Linked DNA regions of Muntiacus reevesi: region 2 is linked to region 1. Evidence: chromatin contacts called from public Hi-C data. All regions are on one chromosome and are shown on one strand. The core of a region is the stretch at or near the end of the contact, and the rest is flanking DNA. Distances in the headings are between cores, read along the strand shown. Region 1 holds the start of PPP1R21 (protein phosphatase 1 regulatory subunit 21). Region 2 holds the start of MSH6 (mutS homolog 6).

Region 1 (4,868 bases), core at 1,915-4,414:
AAAATGTACCTGGTGAGGAATTAACACAAAGTTAACACCTGTGTGACAATCACACATAAATAGAACATTGCTAGTACTACCCGAAGCCCATCTCATGGCCTCTTCCGGTAGTTATCATCCTCTTCCACACGAAAACAATAAAGCTTCTTTCTGACTTTTATGGCTATCACTTTCTTAACTTTCTTTCTAGTTTTAATACTTAGGCATGTATCCTAAATCTTATAGTTGAGTTCTGCCATTTTTTGAATGATATATAAATGAAGCTTTATAGTATATTTTGGGGGGAATCTGGTTTCTTTTGTTCTGTATTATTTTTTGAGATTCATCCAGTAGTTAATTGCAGTTGTATTTCAGCTTTTTTCATTGCTGTTTAATATTTCCTGATAGGAATATACAGTTATTTCTAGTAACTATCTATTCATTGATAAGCTTTTTTGGCTATTATGAATAATACTGCTATGAATCTTCTTGGTGAATACATGCACACATTTTTTGAGTCTATATATAAGAGAAGAATTGTTGGATCCTGAAATATGTATCTTTTCAGGTGAGTGGATAATAGCAAACTCTTTCCTAAGTGACTCTTGCTGGTTATATTCCTACCAACATTTAAAATTTTATTTTTGGCTGTGCTGGGTCTTCCTTGCTGCACATGGGCTTTCTCTAGTTGTGGTGGGCAGTCTTGTCGTGGCGGTGGCTTCTCATCTTGTACAGCACAGGCTCAAGGCACACAGGCTTCAGTAGTTGCAGCTCATGGGTTCAGTAGCTGCAGCTGACAGGCCCCAGAGCATGGGCTTCAGTAGTTGCCGCACGGGATTAGTTGCTTCATGGCATGTGGGATCTTCCCAGACCAGGGAGCTAACCCATGTTCCCTGCATTGGCAGGTGGATTCCTAACCATGGCACCACTAGGGAAGTCTCTCTTTATCAACATGTTATGATAGTTTCTTGTTTTATATTCTCATTCACTCTTGTCAATCTTTTAAATATTAGCCGTTTGTGTGGGTGTTTATGGCATTTCACTGTGGTTTTCATTTCACTTCCTCCTGGTTACTAATGAAACTTAACACCCCTTTGCACGTTTAATGGCCCGTTTGTGTATTTTCCTTTGTAAAGTGCCGGTTGGAAGTCCCTTGCTCATTTTTCTATATGGTTGCTGGTCTTTTTTCTTATTGATTTGTAAGAGCTCTTTATATATATGTATAAGGGACACCTTTGTTGGATATATATACTGCAAATGCCTTTTCACTCACTTAATGGTGTCTTTTGAGGAAGAGATTCTGAAATGTGTTCGATTTAGCAGTTGGGATTTGGAAACAATTTTTTGCAACAGACAGAACAACTAGATTAAGCAGTGGAAATATAAATTTCTCAGGTCAGTACATAGGCTCTCTAACCACAGTAGCACATTCTTTCTTTGGATTGTTAGTTCTGCAATGGCATTTTATTTTTAAATAATTGAAAATTCCATTACATTAAAAACTACAGAAATACACTTAACAATATTTAATTCTGCCGCTTGGTGGTGCCATGGAAAACTAATAATAATAATTTTTAAAATTCTGCAAGTTTGCTGGATAGTAGGGCTTGGCTGTTAGTCAACTGAAAAGTATAAACAACATTTTAAAAAGTTTGTAGTCCTTTTCTTACATTACAGTGGCTGAAAAGTGCATATACCAGCTCATGCTTTCACTTTAAAATTCCAGGCATACTCATAGTCAAACGTCAAACAGGAAAACTAGGAGGTATTTTTTTAATCATGGAAAAAATATCAAACGTTCTAAAATAACAATATAACTAACACCCCTTTCCCTACTACCTGGATAATAAATGTTAACTTCCAGTCACAGTCACTTGAAAAAATTAAATAAAAATAAAATTTATGCTTCTTTGTTCTTTCTCATTTCCCTTTCTTCGTTTTCTCACTAGAGGCAATCACAAGCCAGAATTAGACGTGTATCCTTCCAGTTCTTGTTTCTCTATTTTTAGTACACGTTCATGTGTCCATGAGCAGCACAAATGTTGCTTTATATTCCTCAAATGTATCTTTTCATGTTCTAGTATACTGCAATTTGCTTTTTACATTTCAGTGTTTTGTTATGTTGATAGACACAGATTCATGCAGATATATACAGATCTAGGTTATTAGTTTTATTAAACTGCGGTGCTGTAATTTATGGCAAACAAGTATCCTAAATTTATTTTTTATTCCTCTATGAACATTTCAATGTTGCAATAAATGCAATGCTTAGAATATCTAACATGTGAAACGTCCTCAAAACATATTTAATGAGCAAAGCGGCATAAAGTATTTCAGGCAGGCTATTATTTGCTTCAATTGTCCAGTTACGTTGTTAACGTCCACCCTATCTGCATGCGTGGCAGGGATCATTCCCTGAAATTTCCTAAAACCTTTTTACCCAATTCTCTGAGAAAACGCTCTGATGCAGTGCCAGTATGGGGGCAGGGCTGGGCGGGTGGAATGGGTAGAGAATGGACACAAAGACATCCCAACGTCAAAATATAAGACAAAGAAGGTTTGTCTGGAGCAGAACAGGGTGACAGAAGCGCGCTTTATAAATCTGGGGAGAGTTTACAATGCAGGCCATATCCGGGGCTACCATATCCGGATAGCAGGTAGCGGAATACAGAGGTCTTTCTCTCTGAGCACCTTCTGAAAGATGGAACCATCAAACGACAGGCGTTGCCATGGGAACCAGTAGGGGAGGACGGTGTGTTCGACCAGAATTCTTGATGCGCTTAGAATGTTTCTTCTTCCGGTCCTCGATTCTTCGCACCACCGCCCCTCTCCGCCGTCCCCCGCCCATTCTGTGGGCTCTTATCATTTTCTTCCCCTTTTAATGCTCTCCTTCCCTGTTCTGGGTCGCCATCTTGGACCATGAGTCAAGATGGCGCTCCCTGGTCCTAAAGGCAGAGCCCAGGAGCGCCAGCGATTCTGCGCGTGTACGTGCTCGGGCGCGGGAGGGCGGGGCGGTGACGTCAGACGTCGCCCCGCCCCCGGTGGTCGCTCCACCCCTGGCCCCACTCCTCCTTCCTCTCACCCGGCGAACCCGGAAGTGGAGGAGGAGGCGCGGCGGCGGTGGCAGAGCGGGCAGGAGCTGGTGGAGCCATACCCGGCAGCGTGTCTGGGGTTGGGGGCGGGGGGTGGGGCTGAGTGGCCTGGGCAGTCTGGCCTGGACAGGGCGGGGGAGGCCATGGCCTCGGCAGAGTTGCAGGGGAAGTACCAGAAGCTGGCTCAGGAGTACTCGAAGGTACCCGTCGTATGCGGGGAGTAGGGGGTCCCCGGTCCTGCGGCCTCGGGTTGCCTTGGCAGCGACTTGTCGGGACAGAGGGAGACGGTGGAGGGGGCACGCGAGCGCGCCCCTCCTGTCTCCTCCGCCTTCTGTATCTACCATTACCGCGCTTCCACCTGCAGTTCCCAGGAGATGGGGCCGGGCGGTGTCTGGTCAGTGTGCGTTTCTGCGGGAAGGAGCTGGAGTTTGATTCTTCCTTCTCACTGAACTAGCGGGCTTGGACAGGGATGTCAGAAATCCTGGCTTCCGCCTCTGGTGCTGGTCGGGAGGGGCAGGGAAAGGTGAGGACCATCGCTTTCCTGCTGCTTCCTCAGTTTTCCAGCCCGGCGATGGGAAGGATCAAGCTTTCTCCTTTGCCACAGGGATGATGTGAGGATAAAGAGATTTATCTGCCTCCCCCCGACCGCCCGCAATTAAATCTGAAGTGTGAATAGAGTCTTGCGTGTACGCTACTTCACCAGAGAGAGATGGTTACAAATGGATTCAGTGCTTTGGAAAGACGTTGTCTGAAAATGATTTTGAAAGCTGGAGTGCTAGGGCTGTGTCCTTTTCTCTTTTTCTTGGGTCGCCTGGAGTGGGGCAGAGCACCCAGAAGATGCTCAGGACATGTTGAATTAAGCAAAATAGTGACCTTTCCCTTTTGTCATATTTATGGCATCCGTCTGTTAAATGATGGGACCCTTTTCTTGGAAAAGGGCGTTGCTGCTTTTCTGGGTAGTGTGGTTCTGCCTCAAGAATATGCTAATGAAGTTCTCGAAGCAGAATCTCGCGTCTTTGAAAATAGATTCAGTAGTCATTAAACTTGGTTTTCAATGATCTTGGCATTCAAGGGAGCATGGGGAAGCTTAGACTCCTTTTTACTTTGGAGAAACCAAGACACACTTTAAAAATTTCATATAACAAATATGCAGCAAGGTGAAATGCATTGTTTTGTGAAAAATAAAACCTGTACCTAAACATACACACTTAAGTCTTCACAATCACATGGAAGCCTTTTGAGATTATTATGGCACTGTTATTCCAGTGGCGCTACTATTGGCAAGGGCTTCCCCAGTGGCTCAGAAGGTAAAGAATCCGCCTGCAGTGTGGGAGGCCTGGGTTGGGAAGATCCCCTGGAGGAGGGCATGGCAAGCCACTCCAGTGTTCTTGCCTGGAGAATCCCTATGGACAGAGGAGCCTGGCGGACTATAGTCCAAGGGGTCGCAAAGAGTCGGACAGACTGAGTGTCTTAAGTATGACCATTGGCAAGACTTCTGCATTTCCCTTTGAATTTGTCTCTAAGAGCCTCTGGCAAGATGTTAGTGATGACAAGTTTTTATCCTTTGAAGGCATTTTTTGTTTCTTTGTTTGAAAGGGCAAGAAATTATTTAGAACAAATCCATGTGATGAAGTGTGGTGGGTAGAGGATGGCAGCTCGCACACTTGGCTCTCCTATTTTGGGGTGAAAATGTTTCATGAGTATAAAGTAAGGGGATTGATTTCCTTTTCCGGAGAGTAAACAAGCTCAGAAGGCAATTCCAAATGGCAGAAGAGAGTTCTAGAAATATGTAGAGCG
Region 2 (5,120 bases), core at 674-3,173, 590 kb before region 1:
ATATTTTTCTACAGTAGTCATACACAGATGTGAGAGTTGGACCATAAAGAAGGCTGAGCACTGAAGAATTGATGCTTTTGAACTGTGGCCCTGGAGAAGACAATTGAGAGCCCCTTGGGACAGCAAGGAGATCAAACCAGTCAATACTGAAGGAAATCAAGCTTGAATATTCACTGGAAGGATGGATGCTGAAGCTCCAATACTTTGGCCACCTGATGTGAAGAGCTGACTTATTGGAAAAGACTGATGCTGGGAAAGATTGAAGGGAGGAAGAGAAGGGATGAGGATGAGGTGGTGGTGCTGCATCACCAACTCAATGGACATGAGTTTAAGCAAACGCCTGGAGATAGTGAAGTGTGGCATGTAGCAGTTCATGGGGTTGGAAAGTCATACACCACTTAGGGAGTGAACAACAATCCCAACTTGCAATTCTAAAATCCAAAAAGTTCTGAAAAATATTTTGTGGCAAACTCATTTGGTAGCAAATTTTGACCTGAGCTAAAGTGAGGCTATTTATAGTCTGTATTTATCCCACTGAGTGTGAATATGCATATGTTCTCCTGAAGGAATATGTATATATTAATTTATTTTGGCTGCACCAGGTCTTAGTTGTGGCATATGGGATCTTTCAGGTGCAGCGCGTGAACTCTTAGGTGCAGCAGGTGGGATCTAGTTCCCTAACCAGGGACTGAACCCACTCCCCTGCCTTACAAGTGCAATCTTAGCCCCTGGACCACCAGGGAAGTCCTTCTGCTGAAGGAATATTATATCTGACTTCAGGGTATTGCCTCAAGATTCTCTGAGGGTGTCCTGTATCATCCTCATGGAGGGATTAGTATTATTCCAAAGACTACTTCTGAAACAAAACTGACTTTATTACATGCCTAGGAAGGAGAACTGCAGGGCAGAACAGACTCCTGAACAAAGCAAAGAGCTGATCTTCGGGTGTTTGCACCAAAGCACAGCTGCTGTTGGTTGGGGCTGGTTTCTGGGATTCTGGATTCCATAGTTACTTATTCACAGTCTGGGATTAGGGCCAAAGACCTGTCAGTCTTCCAATTTCTTTAATTTGGAGAATAGGAATTTACTCACACCTTGTGACTTTTCTAAAACATGAAAAATCCTGCATTGTGAGACACACCTGGCCCAAGAGTTCAGATAAGGAACACTGGACCAGAAGTACTTAACTCACAGGTTACAGAGAGGATTTAATTAGTTAATCTATATAAAATGTTTGGATTTGATTGCTGCCCGGCAGAGGAAAGCCATGTAGGTGGTAAGACATCATAAACTCTTACAGGGCTTGCCACTTAGCATTCAATTGTAGAATATCAAGTACCTACTATGTGCAATGCTTTGCGAATAGAAAGTGAACATGAGACTTGATTTGCTGATTTAAGTCTGGAAGTCTGGATCTTTTTTTTTCTTCCGGTTCCTTGGGTATGGAATCTAACCGCAGGATTTTCACGCAGGCGCCAGCAGGCGTTTCTCGACAGGGGTCTCTTTCCGTGACCGTTGGGCTTACCCCCTTGCACTGTCTAGGCGGTGCACGCCCTCGGCACACACCGGCCCCTACGTGATCGCAGCTCCAGTGACTCTAGATTCCCTTTCCAATACGAACGCCTTTCCGAAGTGGGGAGGCCCGCAGCCGCGCAGGTTTTCTGTAGGTTGGGGTTTCCAGTCCTATCCAGCCTCGAGCCTCACCCGCCTAGGCGCGAGCGGATGCCAGCACCACGGGCTACTGCCCCGCGCAGCGGCGGGTGACCCCGCCCCTCCTCACGTCTCTTGGCGCCCGAGGGGGCGGGGCCGGACGCGCGCCGCCAGTGACGCCGCCCGCGCACGCCCAGGCGCCTGCCGATTGGCCGCTGGGGCCAGAGTTCCTCCCGTGGAGCGCACCTCCCCCCCAGATTTCCCGCCAGCAGGCCCCGCGCGGTAGATGCCTTGCCTGTAGTGGCTCGGTCCGACGGAGCGGTTGAGCCTCGGTCTCTGTGGCTATGTCGCGACAGAGCACGCTGTATAGCTTCTTCCCTAAGTCTCCAGCCGTGAATAATGCCAACAAAGCCCCCGTCAGAGCCTCAAGTGGAAGCAGTGCCGCCGCCGCTGCCACCCGGGCCTCCCCTTCCCCAGGCGGGGATGCGGCCTGGAGCGAGGCCGGGCCTGAGCCCCTAGCGGGTACCACGTCGCGGGCCGAGGCCAGGAACCTCAACGGAGGGCTGCGGAAGTCGGCCTCCCCTGCGGTCCCCGCCAGGTAGCGGCGTGGGGGGGGGGGGTGCAGGGAGGTGGCCTCGCGGGGCTAGGGTTGCGCGTCCAGGCCCTGGGCTCGGAGGAGGTGGGTCTGCTTGGAAGAGTGCAGGGAGCTTTGGGGGTGTAGCTTGTAAACAGGGTGCCAGGAAATCGGCCATTCCAGGAGAGGGGGTGGGAGGGGAGGGGAGGACGCGCTTAGTTCGGAGGTGGAGGAGGAGAAGTCCGCCAGGTGCGGGAGGAGGAGTGGAAGGTGCTTGGAGTAGGAAGGAGAAAGGGGAGAAGGGAGTACTGGGGGTGGGGCGGGAAGAAAAAGCTGGCCTGCGCGGCGCGCGGTGCGCCCTCTGGGCGAGGGAGGGGTGGCGCCTGCCCCGGGCGGGGGAGGGGTGGCAGGAAGGACGAATGCCTGCGGCAGGGATGGACGCCGGGAACCAGCAGGTTGTGGGGGCGCGGCGTGCTTCGAGTGGGATATCCGGAGGATGTTCCCCCATCAGAGCCGGGATGGCCCGTTTCGAGCCCGCTAGTTGCTCGAGGAACACCCTCGATGTTTGGATTAGAGCCTCGGACGCGAAGCCTCTGGCAGGGTGTGTGTGTGGGCTGTTGGGGTGGGTGAGTGTTACCTTCTGCGGTAATCTTGGGGCCTCCCTGGTGGCTAAGAAGGTGAAGAATCTGCCGGGAATGCGGGAGACCCCGGTTCGATCCCTGAATCGGGAAGATCCCCTAGAGAAGCGAATGGATACCCACTCCATTATTCTTGCCTGGAGAATTCCATGGAGAGAGGAACCTGGTGGGCTACAGTCCTTGGAGTTGCAAAAAGTCACGACTCTACTGAGCGACTGACACGGGGGGTGGACAGCAAGTTTAGAGCGCGGGGGTGTGTCAGCTGGTAAACCAAGGGGCCTGATTGGTCCGAGTTATCAGGGGCGGGGAGCAGAAAGTGCGGGGACCAAGCTGTGTCAACGTGTAGATAGATTGCATATGCATCAGAACAGATGGAAAGCTTAATTTAATGTTAATTTTGACACCTGGAAGTATTGTGCGAGTTGAAAATAATGTTAGTTTAAGAAATAGTGCATTTTTTTTTTTTTTTTTTTTTTTTTTGCCTCACCAGTGAAACTCTCGGGATCTAAGTTCGGGGACCAGGGATTGAACTTGGGCCATGGCAGTAACAACGCGGAATCCTAACCGATAGACCGAAAGCACTCCCCGAAATAGTGCATCTTTTGTTGGGGATTTCAGGGGAGGATGGGGGACTGTAATTTTTTCCTGAATTGAGAGCCCCCAAAGGCCTTGATCTGGCTCTGGGAGAGAGGTGTGAGCGTGATAAAGGCTAAGCCTGCCCGGCGGTGTCTTCCTCTCCTAGGCAGTTTGGTGGTGTTTCAGGGTTTGGCAGGCCTTTGTTGAAGTAGCGGGCGACATTTTGAAAAGCTCTCATTTATTGTATCCCATGTATTGTATTAGGCATAAAGTGTAATGGCAGCCGTCTGAACGGGTGAAATAGTGGTACAAAAAAAGAGAACACATTCAAGATCAGAGAGCTGAGTAGTTGATTTAGAATGTCCTGCGTTTTAGGCGTCCCACAGATTTTTCAAAGTGCAGCTGTAATTCTCCAAGCGACCCTCTCTGGAAGTTTATGTAGTTGCCTGAAGAGTGGCAGGATTTGCTGCCCCAGAATGTGCCTCTGGCATAGAGGTTATTTTGAGCTGAGTATTTCTGAGAAGGGGAAGACAGGGGAGAACCTCTGAGAACAGTAGAAGTTATTCTTCTGTAAGGGAAATTTACATTTAAAAGGGAAATCTCCATTTGTAAGGATGCCTGCCTCTCTGTGCTAAGAAGAGAAGGGAGATTCTATAGGCACTGGACTGAAATCTCAATAACAAACATATCCTTGTTTTTTGTTCTTCTCTTGGTAACCTCCCTTGTCTCCCTCTCCGCCCCCCTATCTTTGCTTTGTCTATAGCTGAAGACAGTGGTTTAAGGTGGTAACGTGGGCCGTCTCCAGGAGTGTTGCTCAGTTTCCCTTTGTATCTCAGCCAAGAACTCAGATGGGTGGACGGAAAAATATTTTCCCTGGGGGGTGGGATGCATTGGGAGATTGGGATTGATGTGTACACTATTGATACTATACGTAAAATAGATAACTAATGAGAACCTACTATATAACTCAGGGAACTCAAGTGTTCTGTGGTGACCTAATGGAAAGGAAATCTAAAAAAGAGGGGTTATATGTATAAGTATAGCTGATTCACTTACTCTACAGCGCACTAACACAACATTGTACAACAGTTATACTCCAGTGAAAATTAAATATTTTTCCAAAATAATTTTTTTCCTTCCCTACTTGTGTATCCTCTGTAACAGATGCATGGTAAGAGATGTACAAAGCGTTTCTTTCACCTAAACTTGAATTTGATTCTTCCTGCATCCATTCTAAATGGATGGAATTATTTGTTGTATGATTGTGCTTTATATTTTGAATAGCATATGCAGTTGTTTTTTTTTTTTTTTTGGAGGTCTGAATTTTGGAAACTCATAAAAGACTTACAAAAGAATATATTGTTTACACTTGACCACCTACTCTATAGGACTGCTTTCAGGGTATTCAAGAACAATGGGCATTTGATTCTAGGTTTCTAAAGAACTCTCCATTCATTAGATAGATTTGGCCTTCGCCTAACAAATGTTAATGTACCTCCTCTGGCAGGCATAGTATTGGGTGTTGTGGAACCTGGATATAAGAGTGAGCTGGACAAGTGAAAAGGCAGTTTTAGAGCAGGAGCAGAGCCGGTGAGCTCTGTTCACTCGGGGAGGGCGGAGGGGGGAGGATGGGGTATGTATGGGTCAGGGTAGGCTTTCAACTCTAAGGCTGAGACTAGAGG

What was found. A called contact is a pair of places that touch in the nucleus more often than the background predicts.
Region 2: a Hi-C map of muscle shows a contact between it and region 1, with 7 times the contacts expected there. The contact joins the promoter of MSH6 here to the promoter of PPP1R21 in region 1. A contact is called at or near these places in 2 of 3 Hi-C or Micro-C datasets (blood and muscle).

The regions. Positions count from the first base shown.
Region 1 is chr3:72,286,996-72,291,863 of mMunRee1.1, reverse strand. PPP1R21 (protein phosphatase 1 regulatory subunit 21) reads left to right here and starts at 3,164. Exons shown (of 22, transcript XM_065929303.1): 1 at 3,164-3,271. The coding sequence starts at 3,215.
Region 2 is chr3:72,871,538-72,876,657 of mMunRee1.1, reverse strand. It overlaps MSH6 (mutS homolog 6), which reads left to right and starts at 1,923. Exons shown (of 10, transcript XM_065929313.1): 1 at 1,923-2,248. The coding sequence starts at 1,995.